Linked DNA regions of Sus scrofa: regions 2, 3 and 4 are each linked to region 1. The links are chromatin contacts, called in public Hi-C and HiChIP or PLAC-seq maps. All regions are on one chromosome and are shown on one strand. The core of a region is the stretch at or near the end of the contact, and the rest is flanking DNA. Distances in the headings are between cores, read along the strand shown.

What was found. Hi-C and Micro-C count contacts between places; a contact is called where the count stands out from the background. HiChIP or PLAC-seq counts read pairs in DNA pulled down with a chosen protein or histone mark.
Region 2: a Hi-C map of alveolar macrophages shows a contact between it and region 1, with 3 times the contacts expected there. The contact joins the enhancer-like site here to the promoter of TCEANC in region 1. A contact is called at or near these places in 10 of 47 Hi-C or Micro-C datasets (alveolar macrophages, embryonic fibroblasts, epiblast stem cells and 7 more) and 1 of 2 datasets of contacts at active chromatin or transcription factors (alveolar macrophages).
Region 3: a Hi-C map of alveolar macrophages shows a contact between it and region 1, with 2.1 times the contacts expected there. The contact joins the promoter of LOC110257839 here to the promoter of TCEANC in region 1. A contact is called at or near these places in 2 of 47 Hi-C or Micro-C datasets (alveolar macrophages and heart right ventricle).
Region 4: an H3K27ac HiChIP or PLAC-seq map of alveolar macrophages shows a contact between it and region 1. The contact joins the promoter of TMSB4X here to the promoter of TCEANC in region 1. A contact is called at or near these places in 4 of 47 Hi-C or Micro-C datasets (embryonic fibroblasts, epiblast stem cells, heart right ventricle and 1 more) and 1 of 2 datasets of contacts at active chromatin or transcription factors (alveolar macrophages).

Annotation. Positions count from the first base shown.
Region 1 is chrX:10,290,843-10,297,543 of Sscrofa11.1, forward strand. It overlaps TCEANC (transcription elongation factor A N-terminal and central domain-containing protein), which reads left to right and starts at 2,834. Exons shown (of 2, transcript XM_003134933.4): 1 at 2,834-2,986.
Region 2 is chrX:9,621,430-9,628,007 of Sscrofa11.1, forward strand. No RefSeq gene overlaps it. Among named protein-coding and RNA genes, the nearest start is that of TLR8, 24 kb to the left of the region's middle. Within about 2 kb of position 5,077, at least 27 of the 83 cell types and tissues checked have an H3K27ac peak or open chromatin away from gene starts, as enhancers often do. A contact at or near this core is called in alveolar macrophages, epiblast stem cells, mesenteric adipose tissue and 2 more, where this site is marked.
Region 3 is chrX:9,502,883-9,509,689 of Sscrofa11.1, forward strand. LOC110257839 (histone transcription regulator 3 homolog) reads right to left here and starts at 2,272. Exons shown (of 4, transcript XM_021080605.1): 1 at 2,194-2,272; 2 at 1,700-2,157; 3 at 520-772. The coding sequence starts at 2,272. The coding sequence ends at 548. It overlaps PRPS2 (phosphoribosyl pyrophosphate synthetase 2), which reads left to right and starts at 2,152. Exons shown (of 7, transcript NM_001243801.1): 1 at 2,152-2,392. The coding sequence starts at 2,271.
Region 4 is chrX:9,648,416-9,654,860 of Sscrofa11.1, forward strand. TMSB4X (thymosin beta 4, X-linked) reads left to right here and starts at 2,311. Exons shown (of 2, transcript NM_001044555.1): 1 at 2,311-2,410; 2 at 2,818-2,852. The coding sequence starts at 2,311. The coding sequence ends at 2,852. LOC100511794 (a long non-coding RNA gene) reads right to left here and starts at 988. Exons shown (of 3, transcript XR_002340577.1): 1 at 1-988.

The sequences.
Region 1 (6,701 bases), core at 1,584-4,083:
CTTACATTCTAGAGAAACGGCAAAAGGGACAAATGATGTAGGAAATGAGAACAAGAGGTGTGAAAATGACTCAAAGGTTACTCCAGGTACGAGAGGATATGAAGTGGAACTTTTCCTGACTTGGAGTTTTGCCCAAAGCTGAGCACAGTGTTAAGTGCTCATTGAGTACTTTTACCTTCTTTCCTTCTTTTTCTTTCTTCCTTCCTTCCTTCCTTTCTTTCTTTTCTTTCTTTCTCTCTTTCTCTCTCTCTCTCTCTCTCTTGCTCTCTCTCTCTTTCTCTCTCTCTCTCTCTGTCTTTCCTTTTTTCTCTCTTTATTTTTCTTTTCCGACCATACTCAAGGCACATACACTGGGTACTTTTCTAGAGAAACATCCCAGACCATCTACACAGGGCTAAGTGAGGAGCCCAACACGACTTCTGCCACCCTTGGCCTGTCACTCCTTTTCAGCTGATGTGCAGGAGAAGAGTGGAACAGGGCTGTTAGAATTCTAGAATCCTCTGGGAGATCCTATTGTGGCTCAGCGGGTTAAGAACCTGACATAGTCTCTGCGAGGATGCAGGTTCGATTCCTGGCCTCTCTCAGTGGGTTAAGGATTTGACGTTGCTGCAACCTGTGGCCTAGGTTGCAGATGCAGCTTGGATATGGCGTTGCTGTGGCTGTCGTGTAGGCTGGCAGCTGGTTTGACCCCTAGCCTGGGAACTTCCATATGCTGCGGATGTGGCCCTAAAAAGGAAAAAAAAAAAAAATCTAGATGCTTCCTTCCGCCTTCCAGGCAAGTGGAGGGGAACTTGGAGAGAACCACTCAGAGAGATTGACAGGTACCCTGAACTGAATTGAAAGGGCACAAGAAATGGTGCTTGACTTTCCTGGAAAAACCCAACAAATGGGGAGCCAGCTCGGGCTGCTGAGCACTACCTGTGACTATAAATTGAGTGGCTGTGGGCAGAGTGGCCTCTGCTTCCAGGACTTGGGGGGCAAGCAGAGCTGCTGGGGCTTTCCCAAGGGCTGAGTGCATATCAAGCAAGTAGCTTGTTCTGGAAGGACCTTGCCCAAGAGGCCTGTCTGCAGGTGAGGTGACCCAACAGAAAAAGGTTGTGTGGGACATGCCGGCAAACACAGGAGCTGGTGGTCACCCAGACAGAACAGAGAATGGGTGAGTAGGGGCCCCCAGCAAGGCTGGGATCTCCCCCAAAATGCCCAAGGTGAACCAACAAAAAGAGCAAAAGATGCAGGAGTTCCCTTGTGGCCTAGCAGTTCAGGATCTGGTGTTATTACTGCTGTGGCTCGGGTTCAGTCTCTGGCCAGGAACTTCTGCATGCCTTGGGGCGCTGCCAAGACAAAAAAAAAAAAAAAAAAAAAAAAAGAAGCAGCCTTTGGCATGGGTTTGATCCTGGGCTCTGCACAGTGGGTTAAGGATCTGGCGTTGCTGCAGCTGTGGCGTAGGTCACAGCTCAGGCTCAGATTCAATTCCTGGCCCAAGAACTTCCATATGTTGCAGGTAATGCAGAAAAAGAAAAAAAAAAAAGGAAATACTAAGAGTTTTTATTACAAGGAAAAAACTTTTTTTGTTTTATTTCATGTTTATGTGAAATGATGTTTACTAGACATATTGGGGTAATCATTCCCTGATGTATGTAAGTCACATCGTTATGCTATACATGTTAAACTTACACAGTGCTGTATGTCAATTATATCTCAATAAAACTGGAAGGAAAAAGAGAAAAAGGAAAGCAAAGCTGTGGGATTTGCTCAAGCCTCAAGCTCCAGCCATAGCGCAGTCAAGCGGCAGGGGAGAGCCAACACACCTTATTTCAAGGCACTGGTGAGAAAAAAATAAGTTTCTTCTTACTTACACCCTACACAGCAGTAAATTAGATTAAAAGGTGTCTCGCTTTGTTCTTGTGACAGAAACTATTTTATAGGAATAGCCTTTTGAAACGAATCTTTTGAATTACATCTAGGATAAACCTGCAGTATTTCAACAGTTTTAAAATGGATTGTTGCTGCCACTTTACTAATCACAGCTTTTGTCTCAGTCGTGTCTTCCCTCCTAGGTAAGGTTTATCATATTGCTCACAGAGTCACTCTGCTTCCTAACAGCATCCAGTTCGGAGCAAAGCCCTGCTTCCTTGAACCTTCCTCTGATTAGCAGAGAAAGCTGCCACTTTGTCTAGTTCTATCATCACTCTGTCTTTATTGGATCCTTGCAGGGAAAGACTGTGTACAGGTGGGGCGTGCCGGATGCACAAGTCTACCTAATGGATGTCTTCTATTTTCATATCAACAGAGCCATGCGAGGGGTGCCCTAAGTACTGGTTGAATTTATCACTGCATGAAATATACTGATGATTCACATTTTTGTCCAGTTTTGTGAACATTTAGCTGAGCACCTTTTTTTTTTTTCTTTTTATGACTGCACCCGCAGGCATATGGAAGTTCTCAGGCTAGGAGGTCCAACTGGAGCTGCTACACCACAGCCACAGAAATGCCAGATCGCAGCCGTACCTGCGACCTTCACTGCAGCCTGGTGGCAACGCCAGATCTTTGACCAGATCCTTGACTGGTTAAGCCAGGTCAAGGATTGAAGCCACATCCTCATTAAGACACTATGTCGGGTTCTTAACCAGCCAAGCTACAAGGGGAACTTCTGAGCACCTCTTAAAGCAGGAACCGTACTTTATAGAGTAGCTCAACAAACTTGGCCGCTCAAAAGCGATAACGCGCGTAGTTTCCTTTCGCTCAAGCCCAGGGGCCGACTGTGGGCCCTGGCCACGTGACCTCCTAGAAGGCGGGGCGTCCCCTCGCCCACCGATCGCCCTGCGCAGGCGCCACTTCCCTAGTACGCATGCGCAGGGCGCTGGGTTCGTGCTCCCAGCCGGTGGGCTTGGATTGGGTGAGCCTCTGTGGTCCCGCCCCGGGACCTGGAAGTTCCCACTGGATGGGGGAGAGCTCCGAGGGCTCCCGGTCTGGACCGCACTTCTTGGTGAGCCCGGTTGTGGGTTGCTTGGTGTCTCTGCTCCTGCAGAAAGGCGGGCCTTGTTCCCAGAGTAAGCCTCCCCTTGCCCGGGGAGGCTCTCGGTGCCCTCAGGGACGGGGATGCCCCAAAGCGGCCTGTCTTCCCCTTCCAGCCGAGGTCTTCGGGATGGGCAGATCCCTGGGGGCCGCTGCTGCCTGTGTGCTGGATGCCAGGCTGTCATCCTTGGATGGCTTGTAGCAGCCCTCTTTTGTCGCGCCACCCCACCCACTGAAACCCGAACTTGGGCCAGAGTGGACCCTTGGCGCTGGTTCCTTCCCATCGCTGCACCTTTACTAGGGGTCGTCATAAAGTGAAAGAGCCCTAGCACAGTATTGTGTGACTTGAGAAACTGCAAGTCCTCTACCAACGTTTGGCATCGTTTCTCTCCATAGAGGAAGGGGCTCCCTGTGTAGCTAGAGAGGCGTATGTGGGTTATGGCCAGAAACTTAAAATTTCTCTTTAGACCTTAGACATAGAGATATAAACAGATCTTGGTTATTGCTCATTTGTTACTAGCTTTTGGAAATTTCTCTTTGCTCTTCTTCTCAGGGTTTAGGGTGGACATGTGCACTTTAACCATGTACCATCATGTCAGTTAATATTTACAAGCTTTTACATGCAGTCACTCAACAGATACCTAGGGCTTACTCTTGCTGGCACTGTATAAACTCTTTTTTTAATTTTTAAAGCAGGGCTCTAGAATCACTCTAATTGCCTATTCTGTTTCTTAGCATTATGTATTTATTTATTTTTGCCTGTGCCTCCAGGCACGTGATCCTGCACCACAGCAGTGACCCAAGCCGCTGCAGTGACAACATGGGATCTTTAACCTGCTGTGCCACAAGGGAACTCCTAAACTCTATTTTTGATATGTATTCAGAAGCGAGGGGTATAGGTGTATATCAGCATTGTCTATACTAGAGTATGTTCTAGAACTGTGTTGTTCAGTGCAGTAACGGCCAGCTCCTCAAGGCTATTGAGCTCCTAAAATGGACAGATTGAGATGTGCTTTGAGTGTAAAATAGTGAATTTGGGAGAATTAGTATGAAAAAGAGAATGTAAACTGTCTCAGTTTGTTTATACCAACCAGCATGTTGAAATGGCAATATATGGGGCTTCACTGGATTAAATAAAACGTGCTATTAATTTCACCTATTTTTTTTAACATGGCTACTAGAAAATTTTAAATTATATTTCTGTCTTGCATTATATTGTTGTTAGACAGCACTGCCCTGAAAAGGAGTCAGCTGACTATGGCCTGCAGCCAGATCCAGCCTGCTTGTCTTTGATTTATTGGAGCAAAACCATATCCATTCATTTGTATATTGCGTATGGCCGCTGTTCCTGCTACAAAAGCAGCAGAGTCTTCCATGCAGAGATTGGAAGACCTGCAAAGCCCACAGTGTTTATTATCTGGTCTTTTTATAGAAAGTTGCCAACCCCTTACCCTAGCACAATGCTTGATATGAGAGATATATATAAACGTCTTCATTGTAGCCCTGTGTCATTGTCAGGCTTACTGTGTGACAGTTCTAAGGCCTTTGGAAGGACAATCTCATTGAATTCTCATAGTAAACCTAGGATGTTGGACTCTCACCTTTTAGACCCTTTTAGACCCTCTTTATCCCCAAATGGCTTGAGTCTTGATTAGCCCACAGTAGGCACTGTGCTGCTGTTTCTTTTATCTTTTTCTTTTTCTTTTTTCTTTTTTTTTTTTTTTGAGCTAGAATGTGTGTGTATGTGTGTGTGTGTGTGTGTGTGTGTGTGTGTTTTCTTTTCTTTTCTTTTTAAGGGCCGCACCCATGACATATGGAAGTTTCCAGACTAGGGGGTCGGATTGGAGCTGCAGCTGCCACCCAACACCACAGCCTCAGCAACGCTAGATCCAAGCTGAGTCTGTGACCTACACCACCAGCTCCCGGCAACACCAGATCCTTAACTCACTGAGTGAGGCCAGGGTTCAAACCTTCATCATCCTCATGGATACTAGCCGGGTTTTTTTTTACTGCTGAGCCACAACAGGAACTCCTGAACTAGAATTTTTTTTCCAGTGATTTTCTGAACTAGAAATGAGACAAGGTTGCCCCCCTGCCCCATGGAAGAAGCTGAGGGGAGCTGGGCTTAGGTGCAGCTGGCACAAGCAAACCGGTCTGTGATACTCACAAGCAGAGAGAAGAGAGTAGCCTGGCTGGTCTTTTCTCAGTTAATGAAGCCAATACTTGTTGAGTGATGGTAAGCCCTGGCCAGGTGTTTGCCCCGTGTGTATCAGGGAGTGAAACAGACATCCTTCTTCTGTGGTCCTGTGGGGACGGCAAGCCAAAAAGAAATTGGAATGTGATATATACGATGAAGAAAACCAGTGTGTGAATATTGCGTGTTGCTAACAGGTGTCCTCATCTGTTAAGATAAGCCCTGTGCCCACCTAGGGGCGGCTGTGAGGATGGAGGTGACGTGAGTGTGTACAGCACACAGCGGGCACTGCCTTCTACTGCTAGCAGGTAAGTGCGGGAAAGAATATGGGCAATTGGCTGCCTTGTGACACTTAAAATGTCCACAGTCCCCTGTTGCAGTTTGTAGAGAAGGTGCTCCGGTGAGTTGTGCACAGCAGGTGTTTTTATTTTTTTTGTTTTCCTTTAAGGGCTGTACCTGCAGCATATGGAAAGTCCCAGGCTAGAGGTCAAATCGGGGCTGCAGCTGCTGGTCTAAACCACAGCCACAGCAACACAGGATCTGAGCCGCGTCTGTGACCTACACCACAGCTCACGGCAACGCCGGATCCCCAACCCACTGAGGAAGGCCAGGGATCAGACCTGCATCCTCATGGATACTATTGGGGTTCTTAACCCGCTGAGCCACAACAGGAACTCCAGAAGTTGATTTTAATATTTCCTAGTATAATGAGGCTCATCTAGCAAATTCCAGAATCAGAGGGGTTGTGCAAGTTCAGTCTAGGAGCAAGACAGGCGCTGCTTTGGGCTGACGGCAGCATCATGGGGTTGGTCCTGCTGCGGGCGGGGTGGCGGGGGTTGCACCTGTATGGGCAGTGGGCAGTGGAGGCAGCTCTGGTTTAGATCACAGTCACCTGGAGAGCTGCCAAACACCCAGGCCTGCCCTCAGAGATTCAAATTCATTTGAATGTCTGCAGTGAGGCCCAGCCGTCATTCTGGTTTTTGCTTTTTAATGTTTTCGGATGATTCGGATTTGCGATCAGGAGTGAGAACCACTCATGGTGAGGGCCAGGCCAGGCGAGGCTCAGGGAGCTGGGGGGACAAAGGCAGTGATGTGGGACGTGGCAGTGCCTGTCGGTGACTCAGCGGGATCGCGAAGGAGGTGGGAAGGTGGCTTTTTACTCCCTGGCCAGGGAGCTGGGGCTCCATCCTGACAGCAAAGGAGAGCCTCTGAAGGGCCTGAAGCGGGCACCTGAGGGGATCTGTTGCCAACACCTGTCCTGAGGGTGATCCCGCCAGCAGAGTGCCGGGAATCGGAGTAAATTTTAGGCAGTGAAGAAGGCATTGGAGCTGGCCAGGTGACAGGCAGCCCAGGTTCGGCTTCTGTGTCCCTTACCGGCCGTGTTTGTCCTTGCTGAGACCCCACGTGTTCTAATTGGCTGTTTTCTTGTCTGTGTTCCTTCTACTGGGCTGTTAGCTCTTTCAAGACAGAGATTGTCTCATTAGGCTCAGCA
Region 2 (6,578 bases), core at 3,827-6,326, 670 kb before region 1:
TTCATGCTGAGGTTGTATCAAACTCTCTTGCCTCAATGCCTCCACACATGTTGCTGCCCTGAGACACCTCTTCCTCCAGGCTTTACTTACCTAACTCCTACTCATCCTACAGGGAGAGGTTAGGTGTTGCTTAGAGAGGCTTGCCCCTAACGTTCAAATCTAACTTAAACTATCATCTTAACATTATCACGAGTTTTATTGAGTAGATGATAGAGAAATGGATAGAGTGCTATTAACGCACAGGTCTTCCATTAGACTGTGACCTCCAGGGATGAGGGAAGGTGTCTTTGGTCCAATATTCCATCCCCGATATTCACTATAATGCCCGATACACAATAAAGATTCTCAATACATATGTTTCAAGTGAACAAATGAATGAATGCATGAATGAAGGTTCAGATAGACTTCTCTAGCTGCACGCTGGGACAGATGCAGTATGAGTAGGAGGTCACACTGTCAAATGTCACACTCCAGCACCTATGTGGAGGGGCAGGCTTGTTGTCCTTTGGCTACCAGACAGTGCCAACCCTCTTGGATGACATGAGGCTGAGTCCATGAGGCTCTGCGCTTGAGCAGAAATCATTTGTATTCTCTGAATGTTGTTAGGCTGTGGTTCAGAGCAAGTACAGCATAGATGAAAAGAAGAAGGCAAGGGGTGATGTCATAAATTGAGTGCAACAGTATAGAAATCATGTGGTGATCCATAAACAAATACAGAGAGCTTTAGGAGCTGCTTGGCTGTTAGAGAATTCCCAGTATTCACTGCCATCTTCAAGAGGGATTTGAAGGCCTAATAGAGATTCACCCAACCTAGTGACAGGTGCATGGGGACAGTGACTATTCTGACATGGATTGTTCTGTTTTTAAAGCCCCCTAAATAACAATCTAGGCCCTATGCCTTGAGGCCTTTATATCCAGCTGATTGGCTCCTTGAACTGGCCCTGCTAGGTCTCCAAAGGGGACATGATGGCTTCTAAAGAGAGAAGTGACAACAAAGATTATAATTTAGAAACAATAAATGATGAAACAGTAACAATGATGGACCTTCTTTGGTATGGTATGAAGAGGTTAATATTCATTTCTCAAACATCATTGGCCTTATGGAGGATAATTTTAGTACTTGACATAAGCTGAAAACAGACATGATCCTTCCACTGATTGGACTAATGTTTGCTGTGGCTGAACAAGCTCTCTAGGGACTTATTAAGAAATACTGAGCTTTCAAAGATGTCAGTGGCAATGGCTAAAACATTTTACCTCTAATCTTGGGAGTATTTCCACCTTTGAATCAACCAACCAGATCCAACCAAGTTTGGATACTCTGGCGATATTGCTTACATTGGAAATGGATATAAAATGTGTGTACATGTATGTATAATGTATACATATAGATGTATGTGGAAATGTATTTATAAAGATGGTCATTATTGACTGATTAGTAGATATTAAGAAATTTAGTTAATAAAATTTAAAATAAGGAGATTGTGAGGAAAATGAAAGCATAACACAGCAATTTCTCTATTTCTGTGAAAATGTTATTTTATACTCTCTGTTTAATAATGGCAGGGTGACTGAAAAGCATCACTTCATCAAAAAGCAAAAAAACAGGGAGTTCCCATTGTGGCTCAGTGGGTTAAGAACCCAACTAGTCTCCATGGGGATGTGGGTTCAAGCCCTGGCCTTGCTCAATGAGTTAAGGATCTGGCATCGCCACAAGCTGCGGCATAGGTCACAGATGTGGCTCAGATCTGGTGTTGCTGTGGCATAGGTCTGCAGCTGCAGCTCTCTTTGGACCCCTAGCCTGGGAACTTCCATATGCCACCAGTGTGGCCCTAAAAAGCAAAAAAAAAAAAAAAAAAAAAAAAAAAAAAAAAAAAAAAAAAAAAATCAAAACCACAGAAACACAAAAAAACCCCAAATCCTGAGGATTCCCTCTTAGGGAATTTCTTTTCCTGGTTTAGCACAAGAGCTAAAAAGTAGCTAAAAGTGAACAGGTATTAACTGTGTAAGGTATTATCTGTGTAAGGTGGTGGGGAAGAAAGAACAGGGAAAATATGGGTGAGTATGTAGCCAAGGGAAGAAGCAAGGCTGGGGTGAGTGGGAAAAGCCATGGTTCGGAGGCAGTTGAGAGAAGCAACAAAAAATAAACTCAGCTTCACAGGCTATAATAACCCATACATTACCTATGGTCTCTAGGACTTAGTGTGTGACAGGTCTATAAACAAATTAAGAGATAGGAAGTACATTACAATGATGATTGAGCAGAGCTTCCAAAAGAAAGTTTAAAATTTATGTCCACATATTGATCCTTCCTTTATGAAGCACATTTAATTTGCCATAATAACATACACATTAAAAAATGCCTTTAAATTCTATGTATACTTTTTTTGTTTGTTAGAAATTTGTGTTTGTATTGAGCCAGAAATCTTTCTCCCTAAAGACTCCTAGATATTTCTTGCTAAATAGGCCACCCATTGGGCACAGTGCTGGACACAGAGACTAGAAGAGGTAAGTGCAGGATTCCTGAACCCCAGGAGAACAAAGCCAGCAGAGACGATCCTGGACAAAGGATACTGGATAGTAATACTTGCCTGGGGAGAATGGCAAGCCGTGAATTCAAAATAGGCAAAAATCCACACACCTTGGAGACCAAATAGATTTATGGAGCAAAGCACAGGAAGGTTTCCAGGGAATGTGAAAGGCTTTAGCCTGACAGAGTTGGGAAGACAATGAAGCAACATTTGTAAAATCTGGTAGGAGTTCCTATTGTGGCTCAGCGGGTTAAGAATCTGACTAATATCCATGAGGATGTCGGTTCAATCCCTGGCCTCGGTCAGTGGGCAAAGGATCCAGCATTGCCACGAGCTGTGGTGTAGGCCACATATATGGCTCAGATTCAACCCCTAGCCTGGGAACTTGCATATGCCACAAAAGGGGCCCTAAAAATAAAAATTTTAAAAAGATCTGGTAAACTTGGGGAATGCAAGTCTTCATCTTTGATGTGTTGACTTTGGGGTGATGGTGAGAATCTTTAGCGCAGGATCTCTCAACCTTGGCACTGCTGGCATTTTGGACTGTAGACTATTCCGTTGGAGGAGGCTGTCCTGTGCACTGTAGCATGTTTAGCAGCATCCCTGGTCTCTACCCACTGGATGCCAGTTTATATGCTCCACCTGTAGAGAAAAAAAACTTACTAAATTCTTAGAGTTCAAATCTCCATCCATTGGGTATAGATTATAAAAAGTTGCTTACTTTAGTCCTTAAACTTGGGAAAAAACAGGAGGGGGTTTATTCCACAATGTTACCCACACGTGTCTCCTCCCTAGAGCATCTTAGAGCAGCTGTTTAATAAATACGGAATAAAATTTGGAAAATTCCAGATAGTCATCTAATGTTTATCGTAGAAATGATGCACATGGCCTAAAAGTGGCTAGTTTGGGGGAGAAAGCAATATGTTCACTTTATGTGCGACTCCACCTTCTCGCTACTTCTCGGTATTCACTCAGCTTCCAGCTCTGCGTCAGTGACTGCCATTTTCATGAACCATTGGCGCCCTCTAGAGTTCCCCATGCGGTAAACCCAGAAATGCCGACAAATCTGTAACTAGAGAGAAGGCCTTGTAGAGGCCTCCTCTGTAGTGAAAACTGTCTGGGAGGGAAACCACCCCAGGACTGAGTCAGGTACCCAAGGGGCAGCCTCACAACTACAATCAAGCTTGGGTTTTCTCACTCCCAACAGGGGTTTATAAAAATAATGTATAGAAATAATAGCCATTTAGTGAACAGCAGCTCTGTATTTAATCCTTACCAAAAATCCCCACAGAGAACAGAACTGTAACCATTTACTGGTAAGAAAGCAGGTTAAAGGTCTTGCTCCAGCTGACACAGCTTGGTGTCAGAGTGAGAATTTGTACCCAGTTCTTATTTGCTTTGAAATCTAAACTTGTTTCGCTTCCTTCTCTGTCTCATGTCCTGTTGTAAAGGTCAGATCACATACTAGGGTGTAAATCACCATACGGATATAAGGGATGAGGATGAGAAATGCCCGCCCATCTTAATTATGAAAGTCCCATGTGTCCCTTGGGTCCTCTTTCCAGCCCACATCATCTTGTCTTTGAAGCAGTGGGTCTTCAGCTTGGGCAGGCATCACCTGGAGGGCTTGTTAAAACAGCCCGGGGCAGGCCTGAGAATTTGCATCTCTAACAAGCTCCCGGGTGATGCTGATGCTTCTGGGTGGAGACCATGCTTGGAGACCCACTGGTCCAAGCATCACCCAAGTACCGCACTCAAAATGAACAATTTCGGTTTCCATGTTTGACAGCACTTTGCTCCCCTATCCTGGCACTTCTTTGTGTTGTCTCGGTCACAATTAGTCGCTTCAGATCCCTCCCCAACAAGACCAAAAGTTCCTTGAACCGCAGTCAAGGAACCGCAATTTCCTCACGCCTGTATCCCCCCCCCCCCGCCCCCGCCTTCGCCCCAAGTGCCAAGCCCAGTGGATGTTAGGGCAACTGTTGAATACATGGGGAATGAAATTCTGGAAAGTGATCTGATAAATACATTCATTATATAAGTGATGCACATATTAGCCTTTCCAGAGATTTCCATGGTTCGTTTACGGACGGCAGTATCTTAAGCCCAAATGAATATGTTTCTAATGATGTCCATTTGGGCAATGCTGAGGGGATGTAGTTTGAGCAAACGCCTTCTGAACAGTTTGGCTTCTTCGGGTCTCCCTGCTCCTCCACCTCATCTGGATGGCTCTGCATAGCTGCTCAGCTTCCAGTGGCCGGAAGTTGCAAGTTAGGCACTAATCTGAACACGCCATCATGATTTTCTGGTCACAGAACATGAAACATTGCAAAGGAAGGCTCATTTAAGATGCAGGTGAACATGGTCCAAAGACAATGTAAACTCCTAGATGCGTGTGTCTTCCTTTTCGCGTTACCCCATCGGATAGGTTCCTGGAAAGTTCTTTCCGCCGCCGGCAGCCTGGCTGCTGAGTCTGGAGCCACAGCATGAGGTGGGTCCAGCGGGGACTGCGGGGGGCTTGCAACGCTTCCCCACGAGTCAATGCCAATCACTGCCGGCAGGGGGCAGCCACAGTCTACCAAAAGCGTTGGCTTTCCGCTTCGCTAGGCGCTAGGGTGTGGAATCTTTGTTTATTCTGAGAGCTGGCTTCTCACCTGCCTGTGGACACAAACCCTCCTCCAACCAGTACTACTACCATAGCCTCAGAGCAAGTGCGTGGAAAAAAAGCGAGTCGATAAAAGGCTGGATCTAGTGCAAATCAGAGAATGGGCTCGATCTCATACAAAGAGCAGTTTGGGGCGGCGGGGGGGGGGGGGGGTGACCTAAGCGTACACAGTTTGTCCAGCAGTTTCTAGGTTTAATCCATGTAGACATGAACCAGTAAACTCAAGTGAAAGTTTTTTATTGGCTCCTGGTGATGTCATACAAGGCTGGGAAAACTGGTTTGCTGGGTGTGGGGCTTTTTTTATTCCCTGAAACATCTTCTAGAAAATGCTCTAAGGCCTTTCACCTTCTGCCCAGCCAGGGCCTTTAGCTGTAACTGGATACTAAGCTTTTCCCAAACAGACTTTTGACACACAATAGAAACCCCCAGGAAAGCGGGAGTGCGGAAAATAAGCTCGGCAGCAGCCGGTCAAACCTAGATCAGCTGGGAGTTTCTGTGGGCAAATGCAAGGCCAGGGTCCCACCCAAGAGGGTCTGATGAACTGATCTGGACACAACGTGGGTGCTGGAGTTTTGAAAGCTCCCCAGGTGATTCCACCGTTCAGCCAAGACTGAGAACCATTGTTAGTTGTGAGCCTTTGTTCCTCTGTGAATTCCCACGCCCACCAACTAGTCTAGATGCCTTCTGCCTTGAGCACCAGTTTGAAACATAACCCCTGGAGTTCCCTGGTGGCCTAGTGGTGAAGGATCTGGTGGTGTCACTGCTGTGCCACGGGTTTGATCCCTGGTCCGGGAACTTCTGCATGCCGCGCGGCAGCCAAAAAATAAAATAAAACCCCCCGTTAGCATAGGGTCAGAGGAATGGAAACCTGATCAAAATGGAGCAGAGTCCATTTTTTTTCTCTCTCGAATCGCCTCCATTAACTGCTCCCATAGGATGCCAGCCTGCTGTTTACTTTCTCCATCTCTGAATGGAGTGCTTGTACTTGCTGACCTTCACATACCTCCAGGTTGTCTAAAAGGAAGCCATGGGGCACTTTGACTTTTGAGTGACCTGGCAATTTGTTTGCATCAAATCCCTTTGAACCTTTGCATTGGATGATGAGGTCACTGTTTCCATATGTTGCCTAAACCCTGGAGTAGAAGGCTCCAGGCACAATTGAGGTCAAGTCGGCTTGAAGGTTAATACACAGGGGCCACCAATGGAGGCAGTGACCTGGGTGAGTCCCAGGAAACCTCATTCTCATGGCCCAAAAAATGGCCATCTGCCCCATGAAGCCTCTGGGACAGTTAGACTAACCATCCTAACAGGATGAGTTAGGGGGGTGTATAGTGTGGTTGTGGGGGTGTGGTGGAGGGACTAGAGCTTTGGAGTGTATGACA
Region 3 (6,807 bases), core at 1,022-3,521, 790 kb before region 1:
GAGTACATAAAAATTATAGTAATATCGTTGGTAGTAAATTTTATTAGGAGACTTTAAAATAATTACATTGGCAGACTCATTCAATAAAAATTTTAGACATATGGTTGAGTATGAGTATAAATCTCATTGCTATGGTAATTATCCATAAAATACACAGAGAATAAGTCATTGCAAGTAGGGTTTTCTCTTTCAAAAAAAAAAAAATAGAGCACCTACACATCTCCAGGTGGAATGAAAAGAGGGCAGAAGAGCTGCCAGAATTAGTGTTTGGGGCAATATTTTGGTAAGCAGGCGGGTGTAGGAGTTTAATAGAAACACTTGATGGACTAGGTAGTTTATTTTGCAAAGTACATAGACCTGGATGAAAAATTCCAATGATTTGAATTATCCCAACAACCCCCCAATGCCCAATAGTATGAAGTCAAATTAGAGCAGCCTACAACCTGCAAGTGGCCTTGTCTTCTTGATGGAGAGGCAATTTTCAGCAATGTCAGGTAAAAACCCAGACATTTATCTTACCTGTTTAATGCGTTTTCATTGAGGAATGTTAAACTGTGACCAGCATCATTAACACTGCGCGTCCTCCATCACCATGTAACACATCGCCTTCTCCTATGCCTGTATTTGCCTCTTGAGAAAACCTTTTGGCTCCTGTCTGCAGGGAGGGAGGGAAAAGTGGCGCCTCCAAAGAGGTTGAGGGCTGCTGCTGCTGCTGGGGGCCACCTGAGTCCTCTGAGTTGCTGCGATCTGGCTGGAGGGTTGCCGCATTCACCTAAAAATAAGGAATCTGGAAGGGCCTTGGTTCAATCCAACTCACCATCAAGAGCAATCTTGCCCCTTCCACCTGTGATCGGGGCTTAGATGGCCCCTGGCATTGCGGCTTTTTCAAGGAACCTAGGTAAATAATTCAGGATTTGTGGGCCAAGAGGAAAACCGGCGAGGATATCATGTAAGTAGATATGTAACAAGAGAGAAAACAAACTTTCACAATGTTTTATTGATGGAATCCAAACTAGAATAGTAATTGAGTGGGTTTTTTTTTCTTTTTTTTTTGCAGTACACACCCACTAATGAGAGAAAGGTGTTCCTTTTTGAAAGGGATAATATTTCTAATTGGAGTCCAAAGGTATTGTCGTCATTATCATCGATACACACATGTTCAAGAGTAAAACAATGTTTAGCGCTCTGGTACAAACAGGCAGCATGCGTTTGCAGACCCCCTGCAGTTGGGCACCAGTGATCTGCAACGGGTTTTGGGTTATTCCAGGTTGGGGGTCGCTCCTGGCTGCAAGGCGCCTCCATCGCCACTTTCCGCACCCTCCCTCTGTGCCCAGTTAATCCGGTTCATTGACTCGCCCCCGCGAAGCAGGACAGAAAAGTCAAGATTAGGGTCCCGCAGCTCTCCCTTGGAGCCAGGCCACCCAGGGTTTCTCATCCTATCGCCTTGGTGTTAGCATCCCCCGCCTGGCAGCACTCGCAGGAACTTTCTCCAAGCCTGCTCCCCCTCCCTCTCCCGCTCCGCCGGCTTCTCCTCCCGCCCCGCCTCCTCCCTTCCCGCTCCAGCTCCTCCTCCCCCGCCCCTCTCCCTTCAGCTCCTCCTCCGGCAGCTCCACCTCCGGGTTCCGCCGCTGCCCTTTCCCACCCCACCTCCTCCTCAAGCCCCTCCTCCCTCAGCTCGGTCCCCTCCAGCTCCTCCTACCGGAACCGCGGCTGTGCTTTCCCGCTCCTCCGCCCTCGGCTCCTCCTCCGAGCCCCGCAACTGCGCTTTTCCGTTCTTCCCACCCCGTAGCCCCTCCTTCCTCCGTCCGGGGCCCTCCAGCTCCGCCTCCGGTTCCGCGGCTGCGCGTTCCTTTTCTTCTCGCCCCTCCTCCCGCAGCTCTGCCCCCTCCAGCTCCTCCTCCGGAGCCCGCGGCTGCGCTTTCGCGTTCTTCCCACCCCGCAGCCCCTCCTTCCTCCGTCCGGGGCCCTCCAGCTCCGCCTCCGGATTCCGCGACTGCGCGTTCCTTTTCTTCTCGCCCCTCCTCCCGCAGCTCCGCCTCCCTCCAGCTCCTCCTCCGAGACTTGCGGCTGCGCCTTGCGGTTCCTCGGGCTCCTCCTCCTCCTCCAGCCCCGTCTCTCCGGCTCCTCCTCCTGCCCGCTCCGCCCCCTCCAGCTCCTCTTAGCTCCGCTCCTGCTGGTGTCCTCCACTCGCGCTTTCCCGCTCTCGTCGGGGCCTCCCGTGCTTCTGCCGCCTGTGCCGCCCCGCGCCGCTTGTAGCCCCGCGCGCAACCATGCCCAACATCGTGCTCTTCAGCGGCAGCTCGCACCAGGACCTGTCCCAGCGCGTGGCCGACCGGCTCGGCCTGGAGCTGGGCAAGGTGGTCACCAAGAAGTTCAGCAACCAGGAGACCAGGTGGGGGCCGAGCCGGGGAGGGCGCTGGGCTTGCGGTTGCGGGGCCGGGCCGGGGCCGGCGCCCGCCCGGGACCCCCTCCGCGGCCGCCCGCTCCCCTTCCGGGGCGGGACGGCCACTATGCGGCCTCCGCGCCACCGCCGCGGCGTCCGGGAGAAGCCGAGGAGGGCGGCCCCAGCCCGGAAGAGCGACCTCGGGGCGGTCACAGGGTGTCGGGAAGAGGTGGGTGCAGCCGGCGGGAACCGCGTCGGTGCGGGGCACGCGGGGAGGGACGCCCCTGGGCGTGCTCGACCCGGGGTCCGGGTTCCTGCTGGGCAGATCCTAAGCCCCGGGCGGGCTCTGTCGGGAGCGTCCCGCCCACGTCCCCGGCCCCAGCAGCGCGCTGGATTCGCCGCGGACGGTTGAAAATGCCGCTTCCCTGCCATGCCCCAGAGATTCTGATCCGAGTCTGGGGGCGTTTTAAAAGCTCACAGGTGACAGAGTTGGGCGTCCAGGGTGCTGGTGTCTGAGTTATCCAGGTTGTGGTCCTGCATAGTGTTTAGAGCCTGGGAACTCGCGGGCGCACGTGCTGGGATCCCCTGTGCTGTTAACTTTTCTGCCTCAGAGTTGATGGACTTTTTTCAGCTTCGTCGTCGTCCTGGGTCTCTGCTGTGTCCGGCAGCAAGGCCATGATGGCTTGAGGGTAACTGCTGCCTCTGTCTCAGGTCCACAAGAAGTAGTCTGTTCTGTTCAGTGAGGTCAGGCCGGTGGCCCCCTCAGATATCTTTGGCAAAGATCCAGTTCAGCCAGCCTTTTCAACAAGTGGTGCTGGCACAGTTGTTGCAGCTGCCAAATAAAACCAAACACAGACACCCCCCCCCAAACAAACCATCCCCCAAACAAAAATAAAAACAACTGCATCCGTACTTCCCACCATTTCAAAGATGAACTTGAAAATGGATCACGGGCCTAAATGAAAAACCTAAAACTAGAAACTTCTCGGAGGAAACAGGGGAGACAATTGAATGATCTTGAATTAGGCCAAGATGGCTTAGATACGGAGGAGAGATGTTACTCCATGTCCAGAAGCTGGAGTTGGCTGTTGAGTCAGCTCTCGGGGATATGGGAAGCCCTTCTTCCAGGTGGAAAATGCCTGGTATGCTGCCCTGACGGTAATGGAAGTGAAGAAACATTTGCGAATGGGTGTCTGATGGTACTAATGCAGGAGTCATTCAGCTAAAGAATGCCGCTTGGCATCCAGAGGTCTTGGAGGATGCCTAGGGCTCTGGAGAAGGATCGTCGATCTAGGTTTGAATGCGGCAGCATTTTGCCAGTCCCATGCACGTTGCAGGAGCTTTCAGAAGAGTGTGATAATGGGTGGTGGCCTGTAAGTCAAGGAGAAATTACTTGCTTTTGCCTGTTTTAGAACAGCCTCTTGATAATTGGAAATCAAGAGATTTCAGAAACCACTCAGCATGAAGTCCGGGCATTGCTTACGGAGTTACCTTCTATGCTTTTACATATGTTTGATGTTTTTACGATCTAGACTTTTAAAAGGTTAATTTCCTGACTGTTCTCTTTTCCACGAACTGTCTAGGTCCAGAGGTTGATTTTTACAAACAGGCCTTCCTGTGTCAGGTACGGTGCTAGGGATCCAGTTTTTACCAAGGTGGTCCTAGAGATGAGACGCAGACGGGCAAAAGGCTGAGAGCATTGATGCAATTTCTGTCCAGGGGCCCCTTCCTGACTCGATCCCTCAGCCAGGACCAGAAATCTGGTCTGCTGTCTGCTGGTGCTCACTGGCCCCATTCCTCATTTATAAGACACTGTCTGATTGGACACACAGTCTCCATGATTTCACCTTCTCATCTCTAAATCCTGTCAGCTCTGCAGGAGGATGTCGTCCCAGCTTTACCATAGACCCGTGAAATCCCACAGCGACATCCTAGGACAGCAGTGATGAGGGTGTCTGAAAGGCTGCTGTGACCCCTTCTACTGGTCACTTCACCTGCCTGCAGAGTCTGCTCTCTGGATTTTAAGACCCAAAGTTCTGGCTCTCCGTTGTGTAACACATCACCCCAGAACCTCATGGCTTAAAACAGTAATTGTTGATTGAACTCGCAGGCTGGCCATCTGGGCCGGACTCAGCAAGGAAGGCTTCGTTCCCTCCCATGTGGTGGCGTCAGGGACGCTTCACTGGGGCCAGATGATCCACTTCTGAAATGGTTCACTCACATGGCCAGTAAGTTGGCATTAGCTTTTGCCTGGGCGCGTGGTCAGGAACCTCAGTACCTATCCGTAGGGTGCTGGAGCTTCCTGATTGGAGCATGGAAGCTGAGGGCCAAATGCAAAGGATTCTAAAACACAACAAAGGGGAGCCACTAGGCTCTTAAGGCCTGAGCCCCAGAGGGCCTGGTCCCTTCTGTGCCCTTGTGTTGTCAAGCACGTAGTCTTCCCAGACCCAGGGGCTCGGACCACAGATCACACCTCTTGATGTGAAACGTGCTTGTCTGCGGCTGGCTTTTAATTACCGCACCCATTCCTTGTTGACACAGATAAACCCATCAGCCGCCTTCTCTCGGGAACAGTAAAGAGCCTCCATCTGCCCAGCCGGTGGATGCTGCCTTCTGGCCACGGTTTTTAAAAGACCTCAAATAAAGATCAGTCGTGACCATCCTGAAGAGTAGAAGCAGGAATAGCTTGGGAAAAAAGTTGCCATGGTGATTTCTGGACTGCTCGGCAGGGGGATTGAGGTTGCTGAGAAAGACTAGGCCAGAGAAGTTGAAGTTTGGGGAGAGACGGTCGGCAGACCAGAAGCTGGTGAACCTTTTCTGTAAGGGGCCAGGTAGCGAGGCTCTTGGGCTTTGTGGGCCCGGGGCAGCCCCGTTGCTGCCGCATCCTAAGTTCTGGAGGACCGAAGTGGAACACTCTGTTCCTTCTGGAGGCTTGAGGGACGCCTGGCTCTGACCCTGCTTCCGTGCTCGCATCTCCTTCTCTGACCTCTTCTCACTGCCTCTTCCTTTTTTAAGGACCCTCGTGATGCCTTCGGGCCCACGAGAATAATCCAGGGTAACCTCCCTGTGTTAAGGTCAGCTGACTAGTAGCCCTCATTGCCTCTGCCCCTCTGCTTCCCCTTTGCCTTGTAAATGAACACACAGGTTCTGAGGGGTGGGACAGGGACGGTCTTTGGGAGCCCGTTGCCCTGCCTGCCACGCCATCCTCGGCTCATGGGCTGAGCTGTCTCGGAGCGTGGTTTCCAGGTCGACTTCTCCGCACGGCGGAAGGGATGTTCACCCAGGACTTAGGTTTATTTAGCTGCTTGGTACCCAAGCTCGGAGGGGCTGCAGAGAATTCTGTCTCGCTCGCATCCTGAGGTTGGCCTCGTACTCTTGCATCTATGGCAGAGCACCTGGACGGCGTGACCGGCTCTGGCCAAAGCTCATTTTCAGATCCCATCAGCTTGAAAAATGGCATTTTGTTGTTTGTCTTTTCAGGGCTGCACCTGCGGCATATGGAGCTTCCCAGGCTAGGGGTCGAATTGGAGCTGCAGCTGCCGGCCACAGCCTCAGCAACATGGGATCTGAGCCGCATCTGCGACCTCCACCACAGCTCACGGCAACACTGGATCCTTAACCCACTGAGCGAGGCCAGGGATCAAACCTGCATCGTCACGGACACTTTGTTGGGTTCTTAACCCACCGAGCAGCACCTGCAACTCCTGTTGTTGGTTTTTTGTTTTTTGGGGGGTGGAAGAGTTAGCTGGTGGCTTAAGCAGGTTAAAGATCCAGCGTTGTCACTGCTGTGCCGTGGGTTCAGTCCCTGGCCTGGGAACTTCTGCGCCACAGGTGCGGCCAAAAAAAAAAAAGAAAAAAGAAAAAAGAAATGGCGTTTTGGTCTCATAATTATTTTACTTGAAGTCGGGTAGAAGCTTTAGTTGCTTCAGATAGATTACTGTGTGGCATTCCAGATGGCATTTGTAATTACATTTTCTCTGGAAATAACTGGCTCAAGAGATTTTAGTAAGATGATACCCTCGGGTGAGGGTTCCCGATGGCAGGAGCAGGGGCACCAGGAATCGTACGTGTCTGCTAGCATTGGACCGCCTCACTCTCATGTTGAACACTCAGAATGCTATGCCCGAAATCCGGAAATTTGCTGATAGGCAGTTTTTGAAGACTTTAGCTCCGATTTGCACTTTCTTGAGAAGCTCCTAGAGGATGCTCATCCACAGAACAAGGAAGTACACCAAGAAACGGTACAGAACGTGGGAAATCCAGGGCAAGGGAGGTGGGGACGGAATCCCTAGGGGGCAGCTGTGCCCAGAGAGACGGAGAACCCAGGTCGGCCAGCTCAGGAGAGAGGGGCCAAGGGCAATGGGATGGACGTGGCCCTCGAGGCCCCTGGCGTTGATGTCTCGGGCTTACGTGTTGAGGCTGCC
Region 4 (6,445 bases), core at 1,061-3,560, 640 kb before region 1:
AAACAGTCACCACCTGATTCTTCTTTCTTCCCCAGGCCCCGGGCAGCCGCCACCCCCCCTTCCCCTTCCCCCCCCGCCGGGTACTGGCAGCTAAGTTGCCGGGGGAAGGGCCCCTCGTGGGACAGAGTCAGGGGCCATTTTGAAAACTGCTCCTCGGCCCCTGGAGCTCCCGCGTCTCCGGACGTGACTCAGAAGCGCGCTTCAAAATGGAATCGTGCTCAAGAGCCTCCCTTCGCAATACGGAGTTCGACTTTTAAATTCCATCTTCGGGTGTTAGAGATGGTGCGATTGCAGTCTTGGGCCTTCCACCCGGGGCCTCCTTCGCAATCACTTTTATAATTCAGGAAAATAAGGAACAGCAGAAGTAAAAGAACTTCCTCCTTGTCCAGGCAGCAAGGCAACAGCAGAGCTTGAACTTGACTTATTTTTTTTTCTCAGGGAGAGGCGACGGGCTCTCTATACTCCTGAGAAATGAACTGCCAACCAGCAGATATTCCAGTTATTTGATTTGGGTGCTAGCGATGAAAAAAAAATGCATGTAACACTTTTTTTTTTTTTCTTCCCCAATCACTTAAGGGTGCTTTGGCTCCCACCCAAGTCTAGGAGAATGCAAGTAAGGAGACAAAGAGGGCCAGGGTGGGGCGTAGGGCCTCCCCTGGCCTCAAAGCTGAGTCACAGGAATCGCACCCCTGCAGAGGGCGAGGCCCTGGGGCAGGGGACACCGCACCCCGCCTTGGGGATGCTCCTTTACTGCAGCTACGCAGTAAAGGAATGCCTGTCCCCCTAGGTACCACCTAGGCCCTTAGTTACCAGGTTCCGGTGCCCAAGAGCAGGTTTGCGCGGCTGTTGCAAAAATCCATTATGACAGAACAGAGAAGGGGGAAAATGCATTATAAAGGAAGCGTTGCAGGGTGGGCTACACGCATTTTATTTTTCACCCTCACTGCGGTTAGGTGCACGGGTGGACGCCGGGTGGCGCCCCCTCCCCCGGGCCCAGCCCCCCTCCCCCTCAACGCCAGGCAGGGCCCGGACGCCGTTCCGCCGTTCCGGGGACCCGGCGCGAAGGGGTTAAGCGGGCCGGCGGGTGACATCACCTCATTTACATAGGAGCGCGCATATAGCGACAGCCACTGCGCCCCGCCCGGCACTCGGCGGCGGCCACTGCGTAGACCGGATTCCTCTCGCTCGCGCCTCGCTCCGGTGAGCCCCGGGGCCCCTGCCTCCTGCCCTCCGCTCCCCTTCCTGCCCCGCGCCCGCTCTCCCCGCCAGCATCCCCACAGCCGAGCCTGAGTCGTCCTCCCGGGAAAAGGCTGCTTTGGGGAGCTTGGGGATGCCAAACCCTTCCAGATGCTGGGTAGCCGGGTCGGGAACTCGGTGATTTTTTTTCTTTTTTTTAAGTGAAAACTGGCGTTTTGCTATGCAGCTTCGAAGGGAACATTTTTTCCCTTCCCCCAAAGGCGTTCTGCCTTGCCTCTTAGGCGGGTGATTAATAGGAACAGAAAGATCCTTTGTTCCAGCTCACACCCACCCAAGCGCGGGGCTTCGCAATCCCGTTTTGCCTCCAGCCCCGTGGGCTGCATCTGTTGGGGTTTAAGGCGGCTGGAGGCTGTGCTGTGAAATGTTGCAAAGGTCCTTCTCGCAGGGCAATGTGTGCGGTGCAGCCGAATGGCTCTGAAATGCAGATCAGGGTTGATCCAGAGGGTGCGGGGGCAGCTTTGTGCGCGGCTGGCTGCATTGTTGAGCGAGAGAGGGAGGAAGCGGGTAGGGCGGTGGTCGGCGGCGCCCGGCAGCAGCTGCCGCCTTTGTGACTAGAGAAGAAAGCAGGGCAGCCCGCATCTTTGGGAGAGAGGCCGTGGATAGAAAATGGAAACGCTTTGTGCCACCGTGGCTTCATTTTAAGAAGTTTTACTCGATTTTCTTGCCCTTAAACGCCAAACGGCTACGCTCTTCTCTGAAGTTGAAACGCTGCAGTTAACGAGCCACAAGGCTTAATTTCATTGTTCCGAAAGAGACAGCCTCCAAATGTGAGAGTTTATCTCACCTTAGAAGAGCCTCGGCTCGGTCCCCGGCCTTTTGAAATACTCAAAGGAGGTGGGGCGGGGGGGGGAGGCTTCTTTTTTTTTTTTTTTTTCTCTGTAGAAAGAGGAAGATCTTTTTTAGCCCAGAGTGAAAGCGGAAGGAGGCTGAGTTGGGGTTTCAGGCGGGAGAGGCAAGGGCAGAAGCGCATTTCTGGGCCCGGAGAGCCGAGGGTGGGTGGCTCGCCGTCAACCTCCCTCTTGGCTTTGTACCTTTGCAGCGTCCTCTGCAACCATGTCTGACAAACCCGATATGGCTGAGATTGAGAAATTCGATAAGTCGAAATTGAAGAAGACAGAAACGCAAGAGAAAAATCCACTGCCTTCAAAAGAAAGTAAGCAAGCCCCCCCCACCCCCTTTAAGAAAAAGCCAGGGCGGGGCGGGTAGGAGAGCTTGGGAGGGGCTGGGAGAAGAATTGGGGTGGGGGGCGGGGTGTGCGGGGGAGGAGCCCACAGGTTTTTGATGAATATGGCTTGGAAAGGTTAATTTAAAAGCGTTTTGCAGCCAACAAACACAGGGGTTTAATAATTTCCTAATGGAATGTGTAACAGACCATATTTACACATGTTCAGGTTCATGCACATATCGCATGATGGGCTGCCTCAGTTGTCCTTGGAGAATTTTTGTGATAAAGATGTTTTAAAACGAAAGTACGGGACTCCTATCCTAGGCTATACTGAATTCGCCTCGTCAGCCTCCTCCATCTTCTTTTTCTTTTTGTCTTTTTCTTTCCGGTCACAGCGATTGAACAGGAGAAGCAAGCAGGCGAGTCGTAATGAGGCGCGCGCCGCCAGTATGCACTGTACATTCCACAAGCATTGCCTTCTTATTTTACTTCTTTTAGCTGTTTAACTTTGTAAGATGCAAAGAGGTTGGATCAAGTTTAAATGACTGTGCTGCCCCTTTTCACATCAAAGAATGGCGAACTACTGACACGAAGGCCGCGCCTGCCTCTCCCATCTGCCTGGGTGGCTGGCAGGGAAGGAAAAGAACTTGCATGTTGGTGAAGGAGGAAGCTGGGTGGAATTTAGAGTAAAAAGCGAGCTGGTCCAAGGTGTCCTGCGGGCTGTAAAATGCAGTTTAATCAGAGTGCCATTTTTTTTTGTTCAAATGATTTTAATTATTGGAATGCACAATTTTTTTAATATGCAAATAAAAAGTTTAAAACGTGGCTGGTGTGATGGTCTGGTCTCTGAAAGGAGCGGCTTCCTCAGAGGAAACCTTGGCAAAAGGGCCAAAAGAGTGGGTGCGCTGGGAAGCAGGAGGTGACAGACATCTGGTAATTTGGGTAAATTCTCCGGAGACACAAATGGGTTTCATCCAGGTTTGAAATACCTCGCGTCTATGCTAGACACAAATGGGTTTCATCCAGGTTTAAAATACCTCTCGTCTATGCTAGACACAAATGGGTTTCATCCAGGTTTGAAATACCTCGCGTCTATGCTAGGTAACCGGGAGATGGGGTTTTTTTTTTTTTTTTTTTTTTTTGGTTTTTTTGTATTTTTTTTTAGGCTGATGGAATTCTTACTATCCAGAGTTGAATGAAAATTTTGATAAACATAAATTTGCAGTTCTTTTTAAAAAAGGGTTAAGCCAGCACTGAATCTCTTGCACACCTGATCAAGAACCCGAAGGTGGTGGTGATTCACAGGCACACTCTTTGTTTCAGGTGTCAAACAGCCAGGGGTATTGAGCCAATTGCGAATGCATCTTGTGAGATAAGGGAAAATTTAACATTTTTAATAACTGCTTTATAAAAGGATTCAAGAGCTGTGCTTCCTCTGTCTAATGGCTGGTTCCAATTGGAATTAAGTCGTTAAAATAGCTTTTATGAAATCGGTGTACTTGGGATGCATGATTAGGACTTAAGATGAATTCTCAATTTAGATAATGAAAAACTGTTGGATTTGAAGGACACCAGGGGGACAAGGATGAAATGGGTGCTGTTTAAAATCCAGTAGGATTTAATTGGCTCACCTCCAGGGCTTAGCTTTGAGTCCTTGATAACTTCTCAATCATTTGAATACACCTATTTAAACTGGTGGGTAAAAGCCAAGCCTTAGATTGAGGGGCCGTTAATAGGCAGAAAGGAAAACAAGCTATCTTAAGGTCTTGAGTGGATTCCTCCATTCTTACATAAGGAAGAGTGCAGGTATTTTTTCAAAAGAAAGAGTTACACATTTTATTAAAGTGGAGATGGCTTTTAAGGCTGGTACTCACTGAAGCTAAGATTGACAATGCAAATGTCCAAGATGTTAAACTGCCCCTGCCTTTAAAACCCTTTTTGAAGGAGTGGAGTGGAGGGCAAATTGGTGATTATTAAACAGGTTGATTTCATTTCCTTTGCTCAACACTTACTTTGAGAAATGCACAGGAAACCATTTACCTGTGGTTTAGACAATCAAGCAGACCATCGGCTAGAAGCCTGTATCTGCCTTGCAAGGGAAGGGATGGGTACAAAACCCGAAGGGCCTCAGCCTACTGGATGGATCGAGAAAAGAGCAGTGAGCACAAAGGTCTAGAGCCTTCTCGAGATGGAGCCCGGCCCTCCAGCCCTGCGTTTTCTCTTCCTGCCTGCAAGGAAGGGTGTGGGCAAAATGAAAATGCCCAAGGCACAAAGATAAACCAAGCACACGTAGGTTTTTGCTGTGTGCATTTTTCGAGCAGTGCAAAGATGAAATCCGATTGTGAGAAGCGGACCCAACTCTGGATTTCTCAGTTTTAAAACGAAAATGAGCATGAAGGGGGAATGGATGAGTCGTGAAGTGATGGGAGAGAAGACCCTTCTCTCCTGGGAGGACAAAGCTCTAATGTAGCCAAAAAAAAAAAAAAAGTAAACTGAAAAACCTGGTAAGGATTGAATTTTGGCTGCTTGGTGGTGGGAGGGGGTTCCAGAAGCTTCTGTATGTATCACACTGTACACTCAGCTGCTGCACATGGGAAATGGGGAGAGTGCTTTTTCTTTTCTTTCCTTTTTTTTAATGGAGGAAGAGAATTCTTTTTTCTTCCCGAGAGGGGATCTTCTCAGAGGGAGGACCGGGGCATTTCTGAATCAGTATGGGAACTTATATCCCTGCTACTTCCGAGCAGACAGTATTTTTCATCGACACCAAGGGGACCTGAAGGTCACGGGTAAAGTGAGGGATCCTTCCCACTGTAGGAGACCCTAGCCACTGCATCTTCCACCCCCCTCTCTCCCCAGGAGGAAACAGGCCCAGGGAATTTGCCTAAAAGCCCAAGGTCACACGGCCTGGGCTTTGCTGGGACTCCAGCTCAGTCTGAATTGATCAGGATCGATACAGCAAAAACAGAGGAAGTAAAAGAGGCTCACCGAAGGACATTGGGGACAGAGTCTTAGTCGTTTCTCCATGTCACCAATTCCTCCATCATCACAGCCACACTTTATAGTCTTCCCACGGAGGGAATGTGCAAGCTCCTTGATTGCTTCAGGAGAACAGCACAGCTTTGGGGCTGTTATCTTCAAGGCTTGTGTATGTGGGGGAGCTGGGGGAAGGCCTGTGCCTATGCGGGGCCTCTTCCACCCCTGGTGATCTCTGCAGCCTCCCACACCCCCCGTGACTTAGTTAGCGTAGCCTCTTTTCCGTGTCCCAGGAAGATCTGTTTATGTCCCCAAAGAAGCCTCAAACTCCTCCAGACACCAAAATAAAAGAATGCTTCTAATCCGAGGGGACCAATTTGGTGCTTTCTAGAAAGAACAGTGCATTTTGTAAACAACCTTATGGCCAAAAAATAAAAAGGAAAAAAATCTGGAGCCTTTCTGAGTGCGCTAGTGTAAATTGCAAACCGTGTTTCCTAACACGGAAAACGCTTCACTGCATCAGCGCTGGCCCAGCAAGAGAATAAGAAAATTACACTCCCCCCACCTCAATGGCTCCTTTTTTAAGAGTGGCTTACACGCCAGTCTAAGAGACTGAAATACACCCATTTGAAGTTCAACTATATTCTATTTGCACATAATGAGAAAACTAGATTACAGAGTTAGGACATGGCTGTGCAATGAACTAAGAAGAAAATGTGTTTCTAAAGACCTCCATTGACCTGGCTTCTTTTTTTCTTGGGAACTTGTAGTTTTTCTCTCTTTAGTCACATCCTTGTGCTAGTACCAGCCCAGCTCTTGGTATCTGAGGCTTTTGTGGGCAGGGTCCGTGCGGTCTATGTTCGTATTTGTGTATTTTTTGTTCAATGTCTGATAGCAGTAGGCATATATTAGGGTTTCAATAGACACTTCCCCTCTTTTTTTTTTTTTTTTTTTTGTCTTTTTGCCTTTTCTGGGGCCGCTCCCTCAGCATATGGAGGTTCCCAGGCTAGGGGGGCTCATCAGAGCAGCAGCTGCCGGCCTACTCCAGAG